Regions from separate parts of the Gossypium raimondii genome. Here region 2 is linked to region 1. Evidence: chromatin contacts called from public Hi-C data. All regions are on one chromosome and are shown on one strand. The core of a region is the stretch at or near the end of the contact, and the rest is flanking DNA. Distances in the headings are between cores, read along the strand shown.

Region 1 (7,401 bases), core at 1,626-4,125:
CATGAGACTGAATCAACACTACTCTTTTGTGTAGTTTTTCTCATATTTACAGTAGGGAAGTAGGTAGCAAGCCTTATGTTTCCCTTTGATTTAAAAATTGGTTGTACATTTTCCACAATGTGATCTTCGGTGACCCTATTGGGAACCTTCACAGCAGCAAGATCCCGAATTGATATTTCATTGGGTAGTTGCTTCACTACTTTGACAACCCCATCGAGGCTTTTCATGAACTTCTCAACATCATAAATATCTTTAAAGTTTCTGAAGATTTTCAATCATCATAGAACCATTTAAGATTTTGTGCTTAGATTAACTCAAACTTGGACTACTCATTATTCTTCATTGAAATAACAAGATAAAAGATTTACTATGGGGAAGGAGAGGAGAGAATACAGTATCTTCAAAATTAATAGAGCACTAACCTTTCGTCACCAGGTCTGCTTCCTCTAATATCCGGAAGTACAAGTGCTGCCGCTAGGTACCTTGCTACTATTACTGCATCAGCCATCTGAAGAGGCACTCGCCAATCACCATGGAATGAATAATAGATTAGATGGAAAACAAGCAAAGGTTTTCAATAGATTACCGTTCATAAACTGCTAGCACATTGTGCCATTAAATTCTTTGTAGAAAAATCTACCTAATATTCAAGATTCCATATCTAATCAAGGTACACAGCAAAACAAGAATTTTCAGAAAAATAAGCAGAGCATATATCAATACAAATTATGCTACTTGGACTTACGCGTGAATCTAGCATACATGTGCCCGAAATGTGTGTTCAATTTTTTCTAAGTATTTTGCATGCATTTAGAGGATCTTTGAAGGATCATATATATGCCTATATCTGTGTCCGAAAATGTGTCGGACATGGGTAATTCAAGAAAAATGAAGATTCAAAAAACACCTCCTTGAGGCGCTATCCTCTAGCTTCCTAAATTCCTGATTTCATATTGGGAAGACAACTTGGCTAAAGTTCTTTCTTACACACAGTAGATAACAAGCTCGTTTATCATAGAGAACATCTCAAGAAGTAATGGGAAATTGGAAATAGTACCAATAATAACATTCATTTACTCCTTTTAAAAGTATTAAGTTTACCAAGACAACAGTTTGATCTATCCATTATTTCCAGGTAAATAGTAAAAGGTGAAATTTCAGACAACGAAATGGATTAGGGACTTTCAAACACATTAAACTTAGGTTCTTCCTTCTTTGTGAGAGAACAAAGATAAAGAAAAGGCAACAGCAAAGCTATCTTATTTTGATAACTTTATAACTAAAACAGATACCATGTATACCTGAGAGACATGGTATTCTGGACCATTAGTCAATGAGAAAGTAACATACCCTCTTGACTGCTCTATCCCATCTGTAAGCCAAGTAAAAGCTCCATCAATTAAAGAGAAACATTTAATTACATTTTTTACCGTCAATACACAGTGACGAATGTATACATCAGGATAATGATACATGTATAGACAAATTTCTAAACCAAATGATCATTTTTCAGGGAGTTAAGTGAAGTTAACAAACCAAAAGTGGTCCTGCTCCAACATGGTTTTAGCTCTTGACTGTCCTTCATCCAAGGCCCTTTGCTCCCCTTCGAAAGCTTTACAAGGCCATCCTTCTCAATAACATTGGCATTACCAACTTGAACATCCTGAGCTTCTCCAGGAAGTTTATCCTACGTAACAAGGAGAGAAAATAATCAAATTTAGAGTAAATACACCAAAGCTTTACACGGAATTGAAAAGAAATCAAGCAAAAACTTGCAAACATTTATTTAATCACTATAAGTAAATAAGACTGGCATCAATAGAATTTACAATAACAAAAATAAAACACCTACAATTTCTTCTAGTTGGTCATAAAGGCTTGAGACGTTGAAATAAGGCCTAGGACTGAAATTATAAATCTGAAAGAAGCAGAATCCTTCACTCATCTATGCTTGAATCCTGAAATAACTCTTCTAAACCAAATTTAACTTTAAATGGGTTGTTTTCTATACCTTGTTCAGTCTAGTTTTCCAGATACTTCCCCTGGAAAATAAAATAGCTTTAATTGTTTAAAAACTAAAAGGAAGTTTCAAGTTAGCCCATATTTTCTTCTTCTTCTTCTTCTTCTTCTTCTTCTTCTTCTACTTCATGAATTAACAATTAGTTTTGAGAAAAAAAAAAAGGCTCTCAAATAATCTTATACACAAAGAACCAAACAACTACACCATTTTCGAAGATCATGGTCAGAGTATATTGTTATTTTCTTGAAGATGCAGCAGATATGATGTCAAGTGAATCTTAACGAACTAAGATGTGATTATTACAGATAATGTGGAAAGTGAAGCAACTTGCTCGAGATTTAGTATCACATAATCAGAGATTCACCAAATAAAACACAAAGGTAAGAAAAGTGAAGTGAAATTGGGGACTGGATTTAGTATAAAAATCCTATGAAAAACTTGAGAGTTAGATCAAAGAAGAAAGAAAAGGAAGGGGGAATTACTTGAAGAGAATCAAAATGGTCTCTTTTGATCATTTGACCAAGCATCACAAACATGGTGAGAGTGAGAATACCGGCCACTACTTGCCTCAAATCAATCCCCATTTCTTCTTTTCTCTTTCAAAATTCTGTAATAAAAGCGAAGCCCCCCAAAAAAAGGAAATTCAAAACTCAAAAAATAAAAACCAGGGTCGTCCAAGAATAAGTTTAAACCTAAAGAAGAGGTATGATTAACAAGAAGATGAAACAGCGAGTTTAGATCAACGAGAGAAAATGAAATGAAGAAATGATAATAGGTGCAGTAGTAGTATCGTTTTGCGGGCCCTTACACCACCGACACTTTGCACTGAAAGTGAAAACGATGCCTGTTTTCCTACGCCATGTGTACCCTACCCCTTTGCTTTGATTTCTTATTACGTAATATACTACTAAAAAGCCCCATAATCTACTCCGCTTTTATTTAAACAGGCCTATAAACTATTTTGGTTAAATTCTGCTATTAGGCATTGTAGTTTGTGAAACTTATAGATAGTTTCTATATTTTTATTTAATCAATTTTAGTCTCTGCATTTTTCAAATTTTAAAATTTCAGTTATCGATAATTGTTAAACTTATTAAGTTAGGTTTTGTTATTTCGAAATTTGATGCTACAAATATATTATCATATGTTTATTGTTGTGTGAGTTTGTTATTTCCACATATTACTTACTAATAATTATGTTAATGGATTAGCGGTTGTCATTTGTGTCAAGATTAAAATTTTAATATTCGAAAAGTATAGGGTCTTTGAATGATTAAATTAGAAAATATGGATAAATATACAATTGTATGCATAATACAAAACTAGTTTCTAAATTTAAACTAATGATTTAATTGTTACTATTTGGGTAAGGACTAAGATTTTAAATTCAAAAAGTATAGAGACTAAAACTAACCAATTCAAAAGTATAAGAACTAAAATTGATCAAATAAAAGTACAATGACTAATTCCACAACTTTCGCAAATTATATGGACTAATTGTAAAATTTAACCAAAAATTTTTGCGATTAAATAAATCTCTATATTATTATTTTTACACATAAAAGCCCTTGATTTTAATATTAAAGTAAAATATTTTAAATTTTAGGCTCTTTTCTTAATTTCTTGTTGATGCAATAGAAATTCTATATACTTTTCACATCAACATGAAATTTAAAACAAGTAATAAAATTTTTCAAAAATAATTCAACGTGTTATGTATATAAACACTTTCAAGATATTTTAAAATATTTTGTTTCCTTTAAAATTATTATTTTATTTAATAAACTCTTCTAATCAAATTCAGATCACCATAAAATGTAAAATAGTTTAAAGATTCAAAATATTTGTACTTTAATATTAAAATCAAGAGCTTTCATGGTCAAATATTATAGGTTATGAGGTTATTTAACTACAAAAATAGCATAAGGACTTGCTTAAACAATGTATAATAGTTTAAGGGCTTTTTTAGCATATTAGCATTTTATTTTTATTTTAGACTACCTTTTTATCAATATTGTTTAAACCAAACCAACTGGTCTAACCAGTTGGATGGGGAACCGATCCCAAGAAAGGCAAAAAATTGATTGACCCAAAAATCGATATGGATCGGTTGAATCGAACTAAAAAATCAATCGAACCAATACTTGAACCATATTTATGCAAGTCTTAAGGCCCAATTTCGGCCAATAGATGTGATGGGCTTACTGTAACATCCCGAAATTGGGCCTAAATGGAACAGTGGTTGCAAAACCACGAATCCGAGATAGAATAGTTTATTGTGATTAATTTTTATGATTTACAGATTGATTGGATGCATGTGTTAGAATACCGATAAGAAATTTCACCGATTGCATGTCTGAATTGCATATTAGGGTTTAATTGCAAAAGTGGGTAAATATGAGCTTTAGATGATAAAGGATTTAATTGAAAGTCCATAATTGAAGTAGAGGTCCTTAAATGGAATTAGACCATTAGATTTTCATGGACAAAAATGGGCATGCATAGATAAAAATAACTAAAGTTTTAATTAAGGGCATTTTAGTCATTTGGTAATAAAAAGAATTAAAAGGGAAAAAGATGGCAAAATGTACTCATCTTCTTCCATACGGTTGAAACTTCAAGGGACACCATAGCTAGGGTTTCTCCACTTTCTCAAGCTCATAGTAAGTGCCATCCAAGCCCCGTTTTTAATGTTTTTTTAAACTTTTTTTGAGTCATCGTGGCTCGATTTAGCTTATTCTACCATTAATTCATGTTAGGGTTCATATTTGGAAAAATACCCGTAGGTGAAATGTGTTTATTTTGATGTTTTATGGTAGAATATGAAGCTTGAAATTATGTTAAACAACTTTTTCTAGGCGATTTTAAGTGAAAACGAGTAAAACGACATAATCGGTAAAAATACCTAATGTTCATAAGTAAATGTTAGAGTGGGAATTTGACGTTGTCATAGAAGGGAAAGATGTTCAACATGTCATAAAACATAGGAATAAGGGATGGAGTTTAATTTCCGAGCTTTGGGGAAAAAGTGTAAATACGCAAAAATTTATGGGCAAAATCATAATTTTTCCAAAGTTTGAGTCAAGGACTGTTTTGATGAATGTGAGTATTAAATAAGCTAAATTTGCTATTATAGATCAAGAAGAACGAAATCCAAAGTTGGAGTGGGGAAAGAAAAAGGTTGAGGACTAAGTTGCTAGATTTGATCGTATTTTGTACTGAGGTAAGTTTTCGGTAAATAAATTTAATATTTTAATAATAATTATTAATGTTGTTATTTTCCAGCAATTATGTACTTATTTCATGAAATTATTTAATGTTGACTCCAGTATGAGATGATAGAGAATCAGTGTTAAAAAGTCCCGTTGAAACATTAGGAATGTATCGGATACAAATGTCGTGACATTAATGGAATGAGATCCCATGTAAGACCATGTTTGGGACATGGCGTTAGCACCGAGATGAGAGGTCCCATGTCTGGGACATAACATGGACACCGATATGAGAATTCCCATGTAAGACCATATCTCGGATATGACATTGGCAGTACAGGAAACATCCCATGTAAGACCATGTCTGGGACATGGCTTTGGCATGTTAATATCAGATAAGAGACACGAGTATCCTTAGTATTCCAAGTGGTTCAATGGTGATAGAGGGTTGCGCGCGGACCAAGATCGAGTTGTCAAGTCACGGGAAAATCCTACGAAAACGATAGACACTTGGATTTGAAACGAAAAAAGAAAATCAATCTTAGCAGCAATAGATCTATAAAGAAACACCACAAAACAAGATAATCAAAACACTTATTAATAGGGTTGTTTGGACGCAACGAAAATGAAATTTAAGTTCAATAAAAGAATCCCCAAGCCGAATCTGACAAGGAGAACACAAACAACAAATTAAACTCAAAAACCCAACAAACTGAATTGGATTAGAAGCTGAATACTTGGACGGCAAGAAAGGAGGAAAATTATGAATTAAAGGACATTTCTTGATGCCAAAGAATGTTGCAAAATAGATCCTTGAAGCTTGGAATGGCTGGAAACGCAACAAGAACAATTAAATTAAGTTAATCCACAAATCGACAAAAACAAAAACACTTAAAGAAGGACAAACAACAAGAAAGATGAATAAAGTCCTAAGAAGCCTTGAAATCAAGAAAGATTTCACAACTCCCTTCAAACGGCTCTAATCTTCCCTCCAATGTAAAAACACGGCAAAAAGAAGGTTGAAGACGGCTCCCACAATCAAAAAGATTGTTAAAACTACTTCTAAAGAAAACTCAAGAGAGAATTCTTGGAGAAACTCAAAGAGAGTTTTCACTCCACAAAAAAAATCTAAATTCAATATTATTGCTAAGGGTGGCCGACCAAGCCATATATATTGGCCTCCTAACTACTTTCCTAGCCCTACTGGGAAAACTAAAAAAAACCCTAATTGTTGCCTTTTAAGGGAATTTCATCCAATGCCTTTAAATGAGCCTCTTGGACTGAATTCTTACATAGAAATTTATTCATAAAGTCTAAAAATTAAAACTAAGTATTTAAAGAATTAAAATTTCACAAATTGGGCCACTTTGACAATTTGCCCTGATTTTCAACTAAGTCTAATTGAAACTTCTTGGTTATTGGCCTGTATCTTCAAGAACTTGGGCTTGTAATCCGTTCTCTCCTGAAATTGGCTTGTTAATGCTCGTAACTGAGATCCAATGCGCTTTAGCTGCAAGATTCAGTTTCTTTCGCCAAGATTTTCAAGATTTGAAATCTTGATTTTCTTGATTCTTGAAATTGCTCAAAACAACAAAATTGGACCAAGATTCAGTTTCTTGATTTTCTTGGTAACAAGAAAGTGAATCTTGATTTTCTTTTTCCTTTGTGCACGCATCTAAGGCCTTGCTAATGAAGTCTTGAACGGTTCCATTTAGTTTCATACGCATTTTCCTGGCCTTTGACTTCGTTATTGGGCCTTGTGGTAATTTGAGTCCATCATGTTCTTGAGCTTGAGTTGGGCCTTTGTGACTCGTATCAAACGGGCTAGTAAATAGACTATGTTACATGAAAGTTCAGTTAAAAGCGTAATAAATAGATTCAGGTGAGTTGTAAGGGTTAAGAGTATCTCAGTTATCAGTTGAGAAAGAAATTTTAGCAAGGGAGGAGTAAGTTATAATCATGAGTTATTTAAGTAAGCAAGTAGTAAGTAAAGAAGAAGCAAAGACCATGATACTTGATGATAATTTATGAGTATAATTATTTATGATAAATGTTGTTATTTATTTTCTTGTAAACTTACTAATTTTTACGCTTACTCCCTTTATTTTCCTTTTTTTATAGTATCGCCAAGCCAATTCAGGGATCGTAAGGGCGTCGGAGATCGTTTCA
Region 2 (7,401 bases), core at 1,948-4,447, 300 kb after region 1:
GACAGGGTCTTACACGAAAACACAAGTTGATGCCAACGTCCCAAACGTGGTCTTACACGAAAACACAAGTCGATGCCAACGTCCCAGATGTGGTCTTACATGAAAACACAAGTCGGTGCCAACATCCCAGACGTGGTCTTACATGAAAACACTTATCAGAAAATCCCATGCGTTTCTAGGGTTCGTACGGGCTTACAGACGTTAATTATCAATTGAATCGAACTCAAATAACTTACATATTTCAACAAATACAATCAGCCAAGACTTCTAATACATTCAATAATTCCATTTATCACCTATCTACTATATACCAATGAATTTAACAAAATTTAAATGCTTATCGACTTACCTCGAATTTCGACGAACATAGTCGACTACTCAATTACTTTCGACTTCCCCCGATCCAATTCAGTTTTTTTCAGTTTTTGATCTAAAAAAATTCAAATTTAACCCTTTTATTCATCAAAGCATTCAATTTAATCCAAAAACACATAAATAGACAAATTACCATTTTGCCCCTGACATTTTACACTTTTTGCAATTTAGTCATTATTGCATAAAACACAAAATACACAAAATTTACACATGCTATGCTTAGGCCGAATATCACCCTAGTCCATACAAATCCATATATTTCATTTATTTCACATTTTAGTCCCTTAAAAATTTATTTTCACACTTTAGCCTTAATTACTCAAATTCACCAAAAATTCAAAGACAAAACATGTTAATCTTTCACATATCTTTAATATTTCATCAACTAACATCATAAAGCTCAAACATTCATCAATGGTACATTTCAAAATCATCAACAATTCACAAAATTAAGACATGGGTTTTGAAGTATTCGAAGCAACGATCTCAAAAACGTAAAAATTATCAAAAACCGAAACAAAACTAACCTTGAATCAAGCTTTTACAATGGCCGAACCTTGCTTGAGTTTTTCTTTTTTTTACTTTTCTTTAGTTTCGGCCTTAGGAAGATGATGACTAATGAATTATAATTTGATATTAGTTAACATATATTAACATATTATTAATTTACCTTATTAACCTTTATTTCTAAATATTTATACTTTATAATACAAGGTCATTCTTGACCATTATCACCCACTCACTTAATAGTGGGCTTATTACCTATTAAGGACTCCATATTAAAAAGACATTAGCAATTTAACACTTTACACATTAACTAGCCAATTTTTCATTTTACACAATTAAACCCTTTTTCTTTAATCGGTCACTCAAACGATAAAATTAGAACACAAAAATTTCACACAGTCAAATTCACACATGATAAAACACAAAATAATATTAAAATATTTTTCCGACTCAAATTTGTGGTCCCAAAACCACTATGTCCGATTAGGGTCGAAATCGGGTTGTTACAAGCAACATTACAAAATAATTTCAAATAACTTACTTTAGTACGTAATTTACATTTTCCTACATTTAAAAAAAAAAGATTGGAAATTGAAACATAAAAATTACAACAGAACATAAATGATGAATTACATTTTGTTCAAGACTGACAACATCGTGTCTTACAAATTGAAAAAGACCATGTTTAACGGCAGCACGAGCAAGTTTTTAAATACTAATAAAACAAAAATAAATGATGAATTTGATTTTGTTCCAGATCGATACCATTGTGTCTTACAAATTGAAAAGGACCATGTTTAATGGCAACACGAGTAAGTTTCTTAGTACTAATATTTGAGATAATCTCACCCGTAGTATTCAACTGGGATTCTATTAGAACCTTTAAACATCCCCCTGACCCAGAAAATCCCAGATAATACCACTCGTTGGCTGCATAACCAATTTGAACCTGTTATCACCCTACCACATCCAACGGAGAGACCTACATAACCAATTTGAACCCGTTACCGCATAAATCACTAGCAACCGAGACCCCTATTGTTATTTGAAACCGTCACTGCATATGAAATTAAGGAATCAAATCTACACTCCCAAAAAGTGTTGGAATATTTTCAAATATTTATACTCTTCCAATAACTATAAATGAATGAGTGTAATTAATCAAAACATAAATCTTTTAGTTATTGGTCAAAAGTTATATCATTTGATTTTTGAAAAAGAATTATAACTATTCAAATAATATTACTTGAATAGTTATAAAATTAGATGACTAATTATTATTATTTATTTATTCGAAAGACACCTATTGAAAAATGTCTTTACAAAGAGACATGAAAATTCCTATAAATAAGGATGAGATTTCATTTAAAAATCACACCAAAAAAATTCTAAAATTCTTTCTTTCCTTCCTCCATTTTTAATATTATTAGATTATTCTATAAAATATTACTGCAAAAATCCTTTTAGAAATTGAATTTCTTGTTATACATTGCTCAGTGCTTAGTGGACTATTGTTGTCAGTGCAAAACACAAATAGTAATTTGCTTGAAACTCTTTTGCACACCGAAGATAGGTGGGGGCGAATATAACTTTAAAGATAGTGGCTTGATACACTCCTTGGAGCCTTCTCCTATTTCTTCTTTTTCTGTTCAAGTTTCGTTCGTGTGTTTGAGATTTTCCTCACTGGAGATTTGTACTAACAAAAAGGACCATTAAATTTGTCAGTGTCTGAGCTCCACTGGACCACTATTAAATAAAACATACCTTCAAATTATAAAATTTTCTAAATAAACCGAAAAAAAAAATTGATCCTGATCTCCATGTTTTCTTAATAATAAACATTTCTCTCTTCTCTCCTTTACAACTAATCAAAAAATTTTCTCCCTCCCCAAAATCTTGATCTTCACCTTACACAGATATTTCATCGGCATGAGTATATATAGCTTTTTGGTGACATCATTTTTTCGTATTCTCCCCTCAGAATACATGATATTGGTAACGTCAAAACCATTGATGCGATCTAAAAAAATATTTTTATGCGCTGTAATCAATTATTAGGTGAAAGTGCACCTATGTTTAGATACATGATTTTCAAAGTAGGTAATTTTCGTAAATAAAAAAAAATTTGGGTACCTAAGTGTTTATTTATAGAAGAAGGAATTTTTTAATAATTGTGTTGAGAATTAAGCTAATAGTATAGATGGATAAAAGCTTTAATTGTCTGGTCGTGGAAACAGCTTACATGTAAGAAAACTATTGGCAGCGCTGACATGGCAAAAGAGATTTTATAAACAGAAGCAGAGAAAAGCTTAAACCAAAAGAATAAAATGAAACCGAAGGAAACAAAAAAAAGGTAGAAAAGAAAAATCAAACAAACAAAAATAATTCATCCTTCTCGACTTGTTAAAAGTTTATAATCTTAAGACTAAGAGGTCTGCAAAATTTCGGTTTCCGCAGAGAGAGGGAGAGAGAGAGAGAGAGGGGGGGGGGGGAGGGAGAGCATTAACGTTTTTCCCCGTTAATGGCGGTTACTTGGTTTCGCTGCGGCCACTGAAAACGGTATGTGTAATCTTTTTCTTTTCTTGTAGATCTAATTGATTATTTTTTAGATCAAATTATGCAATACTTTGAATCTGGGGTTTTGGCTTTGGATCCTAAGTTGTTATGTTTCTTAGGGAGGTCCCTTCATTTGGTCGTTTTGTTGATGAAATGTCGGGAATGAGAACTGTTTGGAACCTTCGAAAATTGAAAACTTAGTGGCTGCTTTACTCGGAAAATTGAAAACTTAGTGGCTGATTAACTTTTCTTTTTCGCTTTATTTATTTCCATTTTGCTATCGTAACTACAATCCATGAGGTCCGAAAAATGGGAACAAAACAGAAAAAAAGAAAGGAGAAAAATATCATGATTCATGAATGCTGAACTGAAATTATTGTATTTTGAGTTGAATTAGTCTTGTTTTTTAGTCTTATGATAGGTCAAAATGGAACAAAATAATGTTTGGTTCTTGCAAATGTGTGGGTTGAAAAATATAAATTCTACTTCATCTTTTGGCTAATTTATTAGCTTCTAATGGCCTTTTGCAACATCTTGCACTTTTTATGGAATATCTCTTGGCAGTGCAATAGGGGAAGTGAAGCGGTTAATTGGAGGTCAAAATGATATTTGGTGGTTATAATTTTGTAAGATGTTTGAATATTTTAGGTTGAGCCTTTGCTTGATGTTAAGGGTAAATGAGGAACAATTTTCTAATCTAATGGTTAAGTACTTAGGTTCGTTACCACCTTCATAGCCTAAGCCTAACCATTGCATTCAAAATTTTTACCTCTCCCTTCTTTTCCATCCCATCCTTCCACTTAGCAAAACTTGAATTGTATTTTAGGCAATTTCTTGACACAGTAAGCTGAGATTTTTAAAGATAGTCTGGTTAAATGTTCAGTTTCAGTAAAACCAGTGAGATTGTTCTTTCCAGATCTTTTAGTCTATGCAATTACTTTTGCACCTTTTTCCAGGTTCTCGTTTTTTATCTACTCAGATACAGTCATAATTAGGGGCTTTGGCTGCTTAATATTAAGCAATATGAGCATAATTACGATGCTAGATTTTGTTCTGATCAGTGTAGAGTACTTCCATGATCACAGTTCTAGGCTTAGAGACTCGAGATATTGGGTTTCTATGATTGGAAATGCTGTGTATTAAGAATCCTTCTCCAATTATCTGCCTAAAAGTGTCTTATTCACTGATGAGGTATTGTTTTTACATCACCAAAGTTGTGGCTTGGTTTGATTTGACCTAAACCTTAAGTGTTTGTAATTTTTGTTTGTTTTCTTAAGTTTTAACCAGTAAATGTTTTGATCTTTATGCAGGAAAATTAACTCGTGTCTAAAAATCCCTGAACTGGAGGTAAGGCAAGAATAGAAGCTATTGAACCTAAATTAAGGCTGTTGTTATTAAAAAAGTTGATTGTCTTGTATGTCTTAGGTGAAATTATAGTCTTTCACTGGACAAATTAAAGCATTCAAAATTCAGCGACCAAGTTCAGGGGGTGATTTGCCCCAAACTGGGGAGTACTCTTTTCCTGTTGCCCGGAGGGTGAACTCTGCCAGTGCCATGATGATGGGAGATGACGTTGAGAATGGTAATTTGGGGCCTTACCTAGATAGGCCAAGGACATTTCCGAACATGCGTAGTAAACCATATACCCCCTTGGTAAGGACATTATGTTTGTCTCAGTTTTGTGTGCAGTTTGTTAGTTGTAGATGAGTGCGCATTTGGATATTTTGGCCTTGATGTCTCTTTTTGTTCTCATTTTCCTTTTTGTTGTTTTAGGAATTTGTTCTGATCCTGCATTTTTTGTTACAAGTACCTGGTTATAAACTACTTTTGGAAAAGGGGAATTAATTCCTATTGGGCAGATCATTTTTCTCATTGTCAATTTGTAGTTGCATCGTAATAATTTATTATTGCTATAGATTAAGTGTATTTTAGCTATATACACAATTAGTGAGCGGAGATGCTTGATTTAGAACTCTATATGTTTCAGGAATTGTTTGAAGGCTACCTTGGTGAGACTGCTCATTCTAATATTTCTTTTCTAGATCAATTGGTATATCAAGTACTTGTTATGAAGTCCACAAAATACATCCTGACTTTTTGTTTTTCATTTGGCCACATTTTTCCTTCTCAATTGCAGTTAAGATTCTTGTCTATTATCTTGGCTTATGTGTGTCCATCTGTTGGTTTTGGTGTTATGGTGTTTATAATAGTTGTGGTTCTCTTGAACTTAAAATGGAAAAATATGGTTAGCATTAAAAAAAGGAAAGAAGCTTAGCATGATCTTCACAGAGACTGCTGAATTGATGTGAATGGTAGTTTGACTTGTACTGGCAAAGTTAATAGAGACCCACAGCTGAATATTTTAGTCAAGGAAATAAGGAGTGATGTGGATCCTATGGAGAATTCTTTTCTTTTTCATTTCTATTGTCTTGCCTAGCTAAGCATATTTTTTATCTCTCTCTCTCTTTCCTCTTGGCTCATGAGACACTCTTTTTCCTCTTATTGTGTGTTCATTGATTAATTCCTATTCTCAAAAAAGAAAAAAAAAAAGAGACTAATTCCTTTCTGCAGATTTTTCGAATTCTCAGGGGAATTAATGTTCGTGTTCTTGTTATACTTCTCTTTTTGGGCTTCGGATATGTCTTTTACATTGGAGCAAGTACTTCTCCAATCATTGTTTTTGTCTTCTCAGTTTGCATTGTCAGCTTCCTTTTGTCAATTTATCTTACAAAGTGGGTCCTTTCCAAGGATGAAGGGCCTCCAGAGATGGCTCAGGTAGTTTTTTTTTAGGGTAAAATCAACTTTCATAAAGTCAAATATCAAGCTTTCTTTATGCTCTTGGAAAAATTGTATTAAATGCTTCTCCAGAAACTTTTTAATTACTAATTGAATGTTTTATTCTCAATGCTTGTTAATTTTGTTACAATTTTACTGCTTTAATGTACATCAGTCATATCTAACGACCGTTAGAGTTTCATGTAAGGCTTGATAAGAAATATTGATGATAGAGGACACTTTTTTTTGTACATCAATTAAACTCTAGCCTCTTAATCTAATCTGTACAGAAAGTTTTCAGAAAGATTTTTGCAATTGAATAGCATGCATAGATCTAGGAAAAAGTATGCTTTCTAGTTTATTCATTGTCGGCATTGGGAACAAGAAGAAATTCGTAAGGCTAGGAACTCCATGCTTTTTCACTACTTTGTCACATACATATCCTGATAAAAGAGGAGCTTCCTCCCCCATTGTTTTTCATTTTCTTGTTAACCCTTAAAATGCAACTAATAACTTTCTATTTGTTAGCAATCTCGTCATTCACTTGTATCAAGCTTATCTTTTTTGTTTCTAGATATCTGAGGCTATACGTGATGGAGCAGAAGGATTCTTCAAGACACAGTATGGTACTATCTCCAAGATGGCAGTGTTGCTAGCACTAGTGATCCTTAGCATATATTTGTTTCGAAATACAACTCCTCAACAAGAATCCTCAGGCTTAGGAAGGTTGAGATATATATGAACATTATGTAAAATAGCATTCGACTTCTTTTTCTTTACCCTTGTGACAAATATGATTTTGTGCAGGGCAACATCTGCATGTATCACTGTTGCTGCATTTCTATTGGGGGCTCTATGTTCAGGTGTCGCTGGGTATGTTGGGATGTGGGTATCAGTTCGTGCAAATGTTCGAGTCTCTAGTGCTGCAAGACGGTCAGCTAGGGAAGCATTGCAGGTTGTATCCTTTTAAATTTCTTTTTTTTTTCTTGGATGCTTGTGGATTTGAGTGCTAAGTGCAGACATAACATGCAGATAGCTGTCCGTGCTGGTGGTTTTTCTGCCTTGGTGGTTGTTGGTATGGCTGTGATTGGTATAGCCATCCTTTATGCAACATTTTATGTTTGGCTAGGAGTGGATTCACCTGGTTCAATGAAGGTTACAGATTGTATGTGATTAATTTCCTTATTC

The links. A called contact is a pair of places that touch in the nucleus more often than the background predicts.
Region 2: a Hi-C map of leaf shows a contact between it and region 1, with 3 times the contacts expected there. The contact joins the promoter of LOC105773126 here to the promoter of LOC105773504 in region 1. A contact is called at or near these places in 2 of 2 Hi-C or Micro-C datasets (both in leaf).

Annotation. Positions count from the first base shown.
Region 1 is chr6:32,901,796-32,909,196 of ASM2569854v1, forward strand. It overlaps LOC105773504 (protein MANNAN SYNTHESIS-RELATED 2), which reads right to left and starts at 2,876. Exons shown (of 7, transcript XM_052632757.1): 1 at 2,503-2,876; 2 at 1,853-2,143; 3 at 1,537-1,687; 4 at 1,302-1,372; 5 at 423-508; 6 at 1-261. The coding sequence starts at 1,945.
Region 2 is chr6:33,200,152-33,207,552 of ASM2569854v1, forward strand. LOC105773126 (pyrophosphate-energized membrane proton pump 3) reads left to right here and starts at 3,198. Exons shown (of 16, transcript XM_012594800.2): 1 at 3,198-3,441; 2 at 4,749-4,785; 3 at 4,864-5,091; 4 at 6,010-6,213; 5 at 6,788-6,939; 6 at 7,021-7,168; 7 at 7,246-7,378. The coding sequence starts at 4,993.